Regions from separate parts of the Mus musculus genome. Here regions 1, 3 and 4 are each linked to region 2. A link is a contact called in public promoter capture Hi-C data. All regions are on one chromosome and are shown on one strand. Each heading gives the region's core, a stretch centred on a gene start, on an enhancer-like site or on the middle of the called end of the contact. The rest is flanking DNA. Distances are from core to core; before and after follow the strand shown. Region 1 holds the start of Idh3a (isocitrate dehydrogenase 3 (NAD+) alpha). Region 2 holds the start of Poglut3 (protein O-glucosyltransferase 3). Region 3 has its middle 12 kb from the start of Mir6244. Region 4 holds the start of Cib2 (calcium and integrin binding family member 2).

Region 1 (2,773 bases), core at 157-2,656, 1.2 Mb after region 2:
TGTGTGTGTGGGGGGGAGAGAGAGAGAGAGAGAGAGAGAGAGAGAGAGAGAGAGAGAGAGAGAGGGAGGGAGAGAGAGAGAGAGCGCTTGAGTGCTTGAGTGCTTCATGGCTTCATGGTAGGTATCCTTACCTTAGCTTTTGAGACAGGTCTCCCACTCACTAAACAACCTGGGGCTCATCATATCAGCTAGGCTGTCTGGCAATGGCAGCAGGATTCACCTAGCTCTGGATTTTCATTGCTGGGGTTATAGATGCTCACTCTTTCCTGACTCTTTACATGGGTACTGGGTATTGAATTCAGGTCCTCATGCTTTTGAAACAAGCACCTAACCCACTGGGCCATCTCCCCAGCCCAAGAGCTGTGTTTTCTGAATTTATTTTATGAAAACACTTACATTTGCTAAAAACTTCAGATTGTACATTTACATCAAGTACTTTTTAAAAGATTTGTCTATTTTATGTATATGAGTGTTTTGTCTGCATGTAGGTGCCTGTGCCATATTGGTATCTGGTGCCCTGTGAGGCCTGAAGAAGGTACTGGATCCTCTACATCTGGAGTTACAGACATTTGTGAGCCATCATGAGGGTGCTGGGAACTGAATCCGGGTCCTCTGCAGACTAATAAATGCTTTTTATTCAGTAAAGCTATTAAAAAAAAATAAAAATTAGCCAGATGATGGTGGAACACGCCTTTAATCCCAGAACTCGGGAGGCAGAGGCCAGATCTCTGTAGGTTTGAGGCCAGCCTGGTCTAGCGAGTGAGTTTCAGGGTAGCTGAGGCTATGCAGAAGAACCCTGTCTCAAAAAACAAAACAAAAAAATGAAAATTTAAAAAAAAATGTAAGAATCAAGTTAGGCGAGGTGGTGCATGCCTACAGTCCCTGTACCTGGGAGATAGAGGCAAGAAAAGAGGAACCCCTGGCAGTCCGGGGTTCAAACCCAGCCTCAGCTACATAATCAGTTTGAAGCTCCATGATACTGTCTTAAGAAATGAAACAAAACAAAACAATGTTTGAAAATAAGCAAGATATTTGTCCCAGTGGGACCGCAAAGTTTTAAGGGGCGCACAATCCCCCAAATAAAGAAGGCTGATTGGTCCCCTAATAGGTCGGAAACAAAAAACTCATCCAAACAGCTTTTCAATGAATGAAGCGGGAGGAAGGGGAGGAGGCTTCCGGGTCGCAGCTGGGCCCGCTCCGCGCGTCATCAAAAGATGAAGGCGGTGATTGGTCAGCTAGCGGCAGCTGTGCAGCGGGGTCCGGAGCGGGGCGGTGAGCGATCGAGAGACCCGAGCTAGGGGCGGGGCCACACGGAGCCTCGGGGCGGGGCCGTGAGGGGCGGGCTTGGGAAGAGGGCTATGCGCATGCGCCCTGGTGTTGCCGCTGTCGCCGCGGTGAGGGAAGTGGACGCGATGGCCGGGTCCGCGTGGGTGTCCAAGGTGAGCGCTACAGGGCAGCAAGCTCGAGGGCGAGCAGGGAGAGTAGGCTGTGATCCCGCCTGATGGATGGCGGAGGCGAGCGCGCGGAGGCGGCTCATGGCCCGCGGGCAGTGTTTCGGGGAATGTGGCCGGCACGCCGTGCGTGGCTAGCCCTGAGCCGGGACAGCCGCGCCGGGCGGGGACGGCGTCAAGGTCAAGGCGGCCAGTACTGCTCCGGGTGTCCCCACCAGTGTCCTCCAGGATAGGTGCACAGGCCTCCCCCGGAGCCCTTGAGGGTCACAGACAGGCCACCTAGGCCCCGCGGCCCTGTCACCTGCGGGTCTCCGGGCAGCATGCCCAGGTCGCCCCTCCCTGATCCCTCAGCCTTTGACCGGGTAAACGCTGGGCGCAAGAGGGTTTTCGAGGTGAGGGAATCCCGGGCCGTTAGGCCAGCCAGATTTTTCTCTCTCTTGGAACTCTTCCTAGTCTGATGCCTGGTGCCCTGGTAGGTATTCCTCCTTCAGAGGACGCAGGGCATCGTGCTCCTTGGAGTTATACTCTGAACGTTCAGGGAGATCGCATCATCGTCCTTTCACCTTCAGTTGTTGGGACCCAGCGATCTGGGACTCTCTAGTTCTCCCTGATAGTTCAGGTACTAGAGCTGGAAGGCGCTTCAGGTTACATATGCAGTCTTTTCGTTTCCTGGTGGAGCTGACCTGCCCTCGAAGACAAATTTGCTCAAGGTCATACAGGAGGTCATTGTCATCTTTGAGAGAAACCCGAGGTATTTTGATTTTCTGTCTCTCCGGTGGCCAAGGTCACTTAGCTAATTATGGATATAGTACTGACCAGGCCGTAGGTCATCTGATGCCGTCGTGGGTGGCTCTCTAGAAGTCTGCTATAAGCAATGCAGATTTTTAAATGAAATTTGTATTGCCCTTCTCCTTTAAAGAGAGGTTTGGAGATGCACTATTGTTTATTAATAATTCAATTTAGGGGTTCTTAATTTTAAATCCTGACAAAGCCATTGGCCAATTGTGTATCCTCTGCAAACTATTTAACATCTGCGAACCCACCTGTAAGATACATGTGCTTGTGTCACAGGTATTTCTGCATGAAAGCACCTATTCCATGTAGAAGGACATGAAAGCCTGAAGCTTTCCTAGCTATCGATGTATCTGTCTTGGCAGTGATCAAGCAGACAGTGATTCTGGGACATCAGTAACTAGGCTTTTTTGTTTGGTGACTAGAATCTACGTTGTCACTATGTTCAGACCCACTTTTGCTTGAGATGCTGTTAGGTCACATTTGGTTTTAAAGGTGTAGCAACAAGTCAGTCCTTTAATGTCTGGGCT
Region 2 (3,159 bases), core at 566-3,065:
CTGGCTGTCCTGGAGCTCACTTTGTAGACCAGGCTGGCCTCGAACTCAGAAATCTGCTGGGATTAAAGGCGTGCGCCACCACGCCCGGCTTCTATTTCAAGTGTTATATAATTTCTTAGGCACTATCACCTAGAGCCAGATAACCCCCGACTCACTTCTCTGGGAAAAGGAAATTTAAGTTCAATTTTGGCAGGGTGTAGATAAAATGTGTTTACACAGGTTTTGTGTGTGGGTATTTATTGTGTGTGGTGGTATTTATTTATGTATAAATGCTAGCTGGAGCAGAGCAGAGTAGGCGTTCCATCAAAGCATGCAAACGACCCCAGGAAACAAGCCATTGGAAATCACACTAAGTTACACTACACTGCTGCCCTGCAATTTACAAGTGACTTATTCCCAGTTCCTAATGATGCGTCTAAAGAGCGCTGTCTATAACGTCCAGGGGCTAACCTGAGACCCCAGCGCTGTAGAGTGCATATGGGCATCTGCCGATTTCTTCCTGCTGGCCTCTATACTCGCCTATGATTGGTAATTGGGTTGGTGACCTGGGCCGGAGCTCAAAATGCTCAGGAGCCCAATTAAAGCCTGGGGCCTGGTTCTGATAAGCTCTGGGTTGAGATCTACCAGGAAGATCTCTGCCCATTCTGCAGGATGAATTCTTCCAGATTTCTCATCCTGGGAAGAATAATTAGTTCCTAAAACTCAGATAAAAAGAAAAAATAATTAGCAAGAGTGAACAAACGGGGGCTGTGGGGCTGTTCTTCCCGGCTCTTGATGCTCAGGAGTGGGGTGCCCAGGGCATAGTGGGCAGGGAAGGATAGGTGCCCAACTCTACTGAGACGCTTGCCCAGACCCTGCCTTCTGCTGCCCAAGTGCCCTACACAGGAAACACCGAAAGATAAGGGACTTCAGGGTAGTAGGCTGCCAATCACAAATATACGGAACAGGTGGGCCGGTGTGTGAACAAAGACTAGGGGAATTCCTCACAGGGAAGCTATTCCTCTTGTTCCACTGTGGCACTGGAAACCAAACCCTGATGTGCATTTATAATAAGCCATGTTTCCAACCCTTTTCTGTCTGGGTGTAGTGCACACCTTTGATCCCAATACCTGGGACACAGAGGCAGGTGGATGACAGTGAGTTAAAGATCAGCCAGTCTATATACATATATAGAGAGTTCCAAGGCAGTAGGAGATACATAGGGAAAACCCCAACTCAACCAGTTTTCTCCACAAGGCAAGGTGGCTTGGCTTACACACCTTTAATTTCCCTCTACTGGAGGAGGCTGGGGTGGAAGGATTGTCATCAGTTCAAAACCAGCCTGAGATACAGAGGGAGACTTCCTTCTCAAAAGGAGAAACAATAAAATATAGAAGAAGAAAAGGGGGAGGAGGAGGAGGAGGAGGAGGAGGAGGAGGAGGAGGAGGAGAAGGAGAAGGAGAAGGAGAAGGAGAAGGAGAAGGAGAAGGAGAAGGAGAAGGAGAAGGAGAAGGAGAAGGAGAAGGAGAAGGAGAAGGAGAAGGAGAAGGAGAAGGAGAAGGAGAAGGAGAAGGAGAAGAAGAAGAAGAAGAAGAAGAAGAAGAAGAAGAAGAAGAAGAAGAAGAAGAAGAAAAGAAGGAAGAACAAGAAAAGGAAGAACAAGAAGAAGAAAAAGAAAAGAGGTAACAATTTTAAAACAAGCACACCCTGCCTTTCTCCAGACTGGCAAACTCAGGCAACTAGTGTAGGGATGACTAGGAGCGTAAGGCCTGGGCGCGGTACACGAGCCAGTCGGGGTCCGGGCGCGCGCCCGGCCCGCCCGGGGCGGCTCTAGCCAGAGGCCCGCCCTCGGGTGTCCCCTCGGCCCGGCGCTCCAGCTCCTCCCTGGCCAGCGGAGCTGAGAGCCGGCGACCATGCAGGCCCTGCCGCTGGGGCTGCAGCTCGCCCTGCTGGTGGCGGCGGGGGCCGGGGCGCGCGTGAGCGCACCGCGGAGCCTGGCGTGGGGCCCTGGGTTGCAGGCCGCCGCCGTCCTGCCCGTGCGCTACTTCTTCCTGCAGTCGGTGGACTCGGACGGCCGGAACTTCACTAGCTCGCCGCCAGGTCAGCGCCCGTTGCCGTCCCCGCGCGTCCCTGTCCCCACACGTGGCCATCTCCCCACTGCGGGTGTCGTCTTCTCTCCCCTCCCATCGGCGTCCCTTCCCTCCTCCCTGACACCCACGGGGGCGGGAGGTGCCACTCAGGACCGTTGGGTGACTAACTCCAAAGGCTGGGCCACAGGTCCCGCCCGGTGACAGATGTAAGGGTAAGTAGAGTAAACGGCGCCTGTGGGGTCCCACGGAGCGCAGTGGTGCCATCACGTGATGCAGATGGCCCTTCCTGGCCTGCAGGGCGCGCCTTCCTCCCTCCCTCAGCAGCCCACTCTTCTTAGGCCCGCAGTGCAGACCACGCGAAGCAGGGAAACTTCCTAGAACCGGAGAAGGGAGGCGCTTGTCTTGAATCTCAGCAGGGCCCTCCTCCCACATCTGATTGCTTCTCTGGACTTGTCCAGCTGGTTTCAACTTGTTGCCAGTCAGGATTTGCTAATTTGTGTCTAAATGTAAGGCTGCTCCCATCTGGCGTCCTGTTTTGCCTGCAAAGAGGCAGAGAACTCCTTGGCGTCCTCCACCGAGCAAACGGGAATTTCACGTACTTAGAAGTCACGTGTATATGGTAATCCTGGAGTAAAAAAGAGGATGGCAATGTCTGCCTATCGAAAACTTAAGACTCTGCTGAGAAAATAGATAATAAGCAACCTGCCTATCAGGGCAAAGCACAGTTGCTGCAATTGGATTTCTGCAGCCTGGTGTAAACATTAAAGAACTGCCAATAGGTCCAAGGGAGTCTGGGAAGCTTCAGGAGTGCGGGTTTGGAGGCTGAGAGGGGTTTCTAGACTGGCTTGCAGCCGCGCAAAAGCAGAGAGCGCGAGGATCAAGTGTTGAGAACAGGAGTCTGTGGAACATGGTTCAGATTCAAACCGTGTTATGGTGTATCTGCAGTTCTGTAATAAATAAATGAACCCAGATAAGCACTCATGTGGTTACAGCAGGAGAGTAAGGATCCCCCCCCCCCATTTTAAAAATCTTTTTCCCCAAATAAAATGTTCTGCAAAGATTATTCGGATATGTGTGTGTTTGTATATGC
Region 3 (2,750 bases), core at 157-2,656, 1.3 Mb before region 2:
AGGCCCAGCTGAGTCAGAGAGCAGCCTGTGCCCCCTGGCCTCTTCTCAGCTGCGTTCCACCCCCCTGCACAGCCCCTGAACATTTCCAGAGTGCTAAACAAGAACTCTCAAGGCCGTGCCCTTGGCAACCCGTCCTGGTACTATTTAAGTTGAAGTTTCTTCTTTCTCCCTGACTGTCCTGTCCTCTTTCTGTGCAGGTCCCAGGTGGCTGACCCACGGTGGGCTTTAGACTAAGATGGACTGAGACAGCCCTGAGTCTTGAACACACACACACTCTGCTATCTTCATCAACCAGGGCGCTTGCTGATGCTTCTTCCCTCGCCTGTTTGTTATGGGTTTCGCTCTTCCTGCTCCTGCCTTCCTGTACTTCTTCACTGCCTTTCCTAGAGTCAGACCTCAGGAGATGGACCGGGACTTGGGATGTCTGCAGCCCTGTAGTCCTGAGTCAACATCTGCTAAGCTTGGCTTTGAGATACCACTTTCTCGAACATGCTGGCAGGCATAAGCCTCTGGAAAGCCCCTGGGCTGCCCCTCCCCCAACACCTTTTTCTGCATGATTAATTAGCTCATAAGATGGACTATATGGGAAGAATTTTCAAGACTTTACAACTTTCTTTTTTTAAAAAAATGTATGCGACTTAGAGAACAAACTTGGTGGCGTGAACCCCCTTCCATGTGTATTCCTGTGGAATCTGCAGAAATCGATGTGACATACGGCTCCCATCTGGGCTGTTTGTATAATTGTATATACATATAGCAATAAATATATTCTAATGTCATCTGGAGCCTGGGTTTGCAGTTCTCTCTGCACCCCGTGGCAGGCAGTGGCTATAACCCTCGCTAACAGGTCCTCTCGACCACTAGGACCTCCTTGCTTTGTCTCAGTTTCTTGTCTTCTCCAGTTGCACTAAGTGTTATTAAGATGACGCAGGTCAGGGTTTGGAGAAGGGTGAGGAGGGCTCAGGGCAGAGCTGGGATGTGAGGCGGCATTAGTAATTCATGCAGTGGCACCCGGCCTGGCTGAGGGAGGTTTGAATGTACGAGGACTGAAGCATTGGGTGACAGTTTGCAATGTGACTCAGCAGTCTGACATTAGGGTGACTGTTCAGGTAGCTGAGTCACATTGCAAACTGTCACCTTAGGAAAGTGTTGTGCCTGCAAAGAATGTGTCAGGTACTTGCCAGGCACAGAGGTAAACTTTAAAGAGTTTTCATAAAAATACATACAAGCTCTGTCACAATAGATGTTTTTTTCATTGATCAGAGAGGTTTTCAGGGTATGAGAGCTATACAGAGGGCACATGATCAGACAGCCCTTTATCAACAGCACTGTTTATCTACTATCGAGGAGTGTTTATTCACACTGTCCTCTCTTGCACTTAAAGACCTTTGATATCAGCATTTTTTATAACTTAAAAGATAATCATGTGCTTTGCTGTAGTGGTGATAGCTTATCGAATTTCTCAGTAGGCCTCTCCTTGGCCACACACAGAAATTGGCAAACAACTAGATTGGAACATACTGTGGTGAGGGAGGGTTTGGGAGTACTGGGAAGGCCACTTTTTGTGTATATAAATAAATAAATAAATAAATAAGGACCAGAAGCCCGTCGGACTCATTAGGCTGTGAGCTACTGACCACGGCCATGCTGTATCAACGCCACTCTTAATTCCATTTCTTAGCAGACCCTCCAGAGACTCCAGTCTTCTGCTCAAGAGAGAGCCTGCCAGCCACAACCAATGCTGCTTTTCTGGACAGATCCTTCCTGGCTGGGGCTAGTGACTGACACAGGCAGAAGCCACTGGAAACGATATGCTGCGGTAGGGGATGGGTAGTGCTTTGGGAGACTGCCTGGAAGCAGAGGCTGAGGAGGCTTAACGATTTCCTCAGCAGGTGAGAAGCCTGGAGCTGCAGTGTGTGATCTGCTGTAAATTAGTGGGGATCGGGGCTTGAACCTTGAAGCAGTTGCTCCAGCCAGGGACCTTACTCTTCTGCTGTAGACTAGGGTGTTTGAAATGAAGGAATGAACCATATACCTCCATTTCTACACCTAATTTCTGTTTGTAATATGTCTTGGAAAAGGGAAAGAAGTCACCGGCTTTTACTATTAAACAGAAGGTGACTGGACAGCACAGATAGGCCACCGAGGCAGGAGGATTAAGAGTGTTGTGTTCAGTGCTCACCAAGCCCAGCACCCTACACAGAGGCATAACACAGCAGGCCCTCTGCCCACGCTGCTTTTATGACTCTTCTCATATCACTGGACAGATGGACTGGAAGTTGATGGCTCAGAACCCCAAAGCCCACAGTGTTGCCATGGGAGAGAGAGAAGACAACATCTTCCAGGTGCCAACATCCTCACATGCTCCCTGAAGGAACACATGGCTAGGGAGGTTTCCCTCCTCCCCAGAGAACCCGTACATAAGATGAGCACTCTGGCCCTGGCTCAAGATGCATTCTGCATTCCTTCCCGGGAAGATGCAGGCGTTGACTGCAGAGTTTGTGGACAACACTGTTTCTCATGTTTTCTTTTGGGGGAGCTGGCTGTCTGCAGAAAGTCTAGTTTCCCCCACTTGGAGGGGGGGGGTCTGCCTTTTTGGAATTCAGTGGTAGACAGGAGGTTGAGCTACCCCAGCTAGATCTGCATTCTCCAGCAAGGAGCTTCTGCCAGGTGCACTGTAATTCTCACCCCCACCTATGCAATCTCCTGCTTCGTTGCTCTTGTCCTGTGTCTCTCATTTAATGTACATC
Region 4 (2,829 bases), core at 135-2,634, 1.2 Mb after region 2:
CTTGGAAAAGGGAATGTAACCCTGGGGCCCCCATGCGGCCCGGGTTGGGCATGCTAGAGAGCCAGAGGAAAGGAGATGTGGGGCTCTCGTGTTTCATGGCTCTCCTTCCCCTGGCAGGGTCTAGCTGGGCCCTGGCAAAGGATCAGAACTCAACACTGGACTGGGTCTGACCCAATGCCGGGCTGGTCCTAATGGGGATGCAGGCTCCCCACTCTCCCCAGACCACTCTTCTCTCCTGGGTTTGGGCTATTTTGCCTGCATCTACCTCCACTTAAAACGCCTCCTTCCAGAACTTTCTGGCAGAAAAAAAAATCCTGACTTCCCAAGTCCTCATGCAAGCTCTGCACTCTTTCTGAACCTTCTAGTCAAACCAAGAGCTATTGACCTCCCCTGTCCACTAGAGCTCTTCTCAATACATATCCTATCACTTGGGTCACACTGGAGGTAACCGCTCCACGCTAACTGAATATTCACAAAAGTTGCACACATCTAAGATAGGAATACATATGACATAACACTCCTAACCTATTAGGCGATAAAAAGAAGACTCCACAGCTGTTGTTCCCTGAAAGTCCGGAGACATTACATGGTGAGCTAAAGCAACTGAGCAAGACTCTGGGCCAGCCCGGAGATAAGGTTCCCTCGCATACCTACAGAAAAGTTTTCACATGGCTGGGGGCTGTGAGATCATTGATATGGACAGCTAGCTCTGAACTTGGAAGAATCCGGGGTGAAAGGGCTACTAGGATCACAAAATAGGTTAAGAGATGTGGGTACGTAGTTATATAAACAACACACCCCAACCTGTAACCTGCATTTGGGGCCTCTTGTCCTCCCCCTACACCAAGCCCTTTCTGGGATGAGGGTCATGCCCAGTGGGCTGGAAGAAATGACTGGGGTCTAGCTTGGGAGGGCAGAAAGAAGGTCAATAAGGAAGAGAAGACGGGGTGGGTGAGGCGCATCTGACAGAATACTCTAACTGGAATGTTCTAACATTCCCGGGCCTGGGAAACTGAGGCTCGTCAAGGGGAAGTCATCCACCTAAGGCGACGCTGCGCGCTGAAGGTAGCGGCAGGGTTTGAACCTCTGTGAGTCCGCTTTTGCGAGGCCTGGGAAAAGGACAAAAAGGAGGACTACAGGGGCCGCGGCGCGCCGGCTTCACCTGGTAGTTGTCCAGCTGCTCTTCAGTGAAGATGGTCTGCTTGTTCCCCATGGTGACCGCGATGGTATGGGTGGCCGCGGCGTCGTCTCTCGCCCTTTCGAGTGCTGCTTCCCATCGGCGGCGTCTGGAGCCCCGAGCCCGGTGCCCGCGGCCCTTGCCAGCCCGGGAGCGGGCAGCGTCGCCAGCCTAGCCTGGCCCGCTCCGCTGGGTCCCGCAGTTCAGTGGGAGGGGTGCAGGGGCTGGGAGGCAAAGGCGGGGCCGGGGGCGGGGCGGGCCTAGGCGGGGGCGGGGGCCGGATTGGGGCGGAGGCGCAGCCTGGTGGAAGGAGGCGGGGCCCGAGAGGTGACTTCTCCCTGGAGACAGAGGCCTGCTCAGTCTATGCTGCTGCAGCACACTGAGGTGGCCAAGCGGTGGCCTCATAGGGCCGCCTGACTACTGGACACTGAGTGCGCCTCCCGTTCCAACCAGCACACTGACTGGCACCCCGGGTCGGTCCTGGCGATTGTGAGCCTGAAAATCCCATGGATTAGTGTGGTAGAACAGGCACAATCCTCCGGCCTCTGATCCTAGACTGAGAATAGGTGTGTTGTTGAGCTTGCGGGATTACCCAAGTCAGGTCCATCCTCAAAAAGCCGACATACACGCAGTCAAACACTCAAATCATAAAATAACTTTTTAAAAAAGGAAACAGACGAAGCAAACTCTACCTCAGCAGAGGAATGGGCTCTGGTAACAATAGGTTACACTACTCAGTTGGTTCAAGACCTTAAGGAAAGTAACTAGATCACTCCCTACATCCACTCTGCTAAGTGAGGCCTTCACGAAATTTAATAATGCAGGCAGGGTAGAGGAGGTTAACCAATACCCTCCTAAACGATTGGCTATCTTCAGCCGCCCCATCAAGGTGACCGCTAGGAAAAGCCCTCCAGACACACGGAAGTTCAGGAGTCCTGGCAACTCTGGGACCTATCAGTGGCCCACAAGGAAGGCTACTAGCAATGGAGTTGTCCTTACTGTCTATTCTTGGGACAGCTGGGCTGCATGAAACCTGAGTCAAAGGCTCCTGGTGGCTCCGCTGGGAGGCAAGTCCATCATGGGCTGCCAAAACTGAGATTAGCTACATGAGTATGGTCTCCTGTAATCCCAGCCCTCGAGACAGAGGCAGGAAGATCAGAAGTTCAGGGTTATCCTTAGCTGATTCAGGCCAACTTGTAGTACATGAGACTATATCTCAGAAAACAGAATATAGTAACTAAAAGCAATTTAGCTGAGAAATAGTGTAGTGGCAGAGAGCTAGCCTAACATTCATGAGGCCCTGGGTTCAGTCCCTAGCACCACCAAAAAAAAAAACAAACAAAAGCGACATACCAGTATTGTCCAGTTTTGCCTGGCTTACATCACTTTGGGGCCGTGTTGTTCTACTCTTTTTTTTTTTTTTTTTTTTTTAATGAGTACACCATTGCTCTCTTCAGACACACCAGAAGAGGGCATCAGATCCCATTACAGATGGTTGTGAGACACCATGTGGTTTCTAGGAATTGAACTCAGAACCTCTGGAAGAGTAGTCAGTGCTCTTAACTGCTGAGCCATCACTCCAGCCCTCTTTTTTTTTTAAGATTTATTTATTAATTTATTTTATGTATATGAGTACACTGTAGCTGTACAGA

The links. Promoter capture Hi-C pulls out the DNA fragments that hold promoters and counts their contacts. Capture Hi-C pulls out chosen DNA fragments and counts their contacts.
Region 1: a contact with region 2 is called in a promoter capture Hi-C map of liver, with 6 times the contacts expected there. The contact joins the promoter of Idh3a here to the promoter of Poglut3 in region 2. A contact is called at or near these places in 2 of 39 promoter capture datasets (liver and pre-B cells).
Region 3: a promoter capture Hi-C map of liver shows a contact between it and region 2, with 3 times the contacts expected there. The contact joins the enhancer-like site here to the promoter of Poglut3 in region 2. A contact is called at or near these places in 2 of 39 promoter capture datasets (hippocampal neurons and liver) and 2 of 115 datasets of contacts at active chromatin or transcription factors (cardiomyocytes and embryonic stem cells).
Region 4: a contact with region 2 is called in a promoter capture Hi-C map of pancreatic islet. The contact joins the promoter of Cib2 here to the promoter of Poglut3 in region 2. A contact is called at or near these places in 2 of 39 promoter capture datasets (both in liver) and 1 of 9 other capture datasets (pancreatic islet).

What each region holds. Positions count from the first base shown.
Region 1 is chr9:54,585,105-54,587,877 of GRCm38.p6, forward strand. It overlaps Idh3a (isocitrate dehydrogenase 3 (NAD+) alpha), which reads left to right and starts at 1,407. Exons shown (of 11, transcript NM_029573.2): 1 at 1,407-1,439. The coding sequence starts at 1,413.
Region 2 is chr9:53,382,208-53,385,366 of GRCm38.p6, forward strand. Poglut3 (protein O-glucosyltransferase 3) reads left to right here and starts at 1,816. Exons shown (of 8, transcript NM_212445.2): 1 at 1,816-2,079. The coding sequence starts at 1,893.
Region 3 is chr9:52,102,640-52,105,389 of GRCm38.p6, forward strand. No RefSeq gene overlaps it. Among named protein-coding and RNA genes, the nearest start is that of Mir6244, 12 kb to the right of the region's middle. Within about 2 kb of position 1,407, at least 57 of the 459 cell types and tissues checked have an H3K27ac peak or open chromatin away from gene starts, as enhancers often do. A contact at or near this core is called in liver, where this site is marked.
Region 4 is chr9:54,558,806-54,561,634 of GRCm38.p6, forward strand. It overlaps Cib2 (calcium and integrin binding family member 2), which reads right to left and starts at 1,385. Exons shown (of 6, transcript NM_019686.6): 1 at 1,163-1,385. The coding sequence starts at 1,213.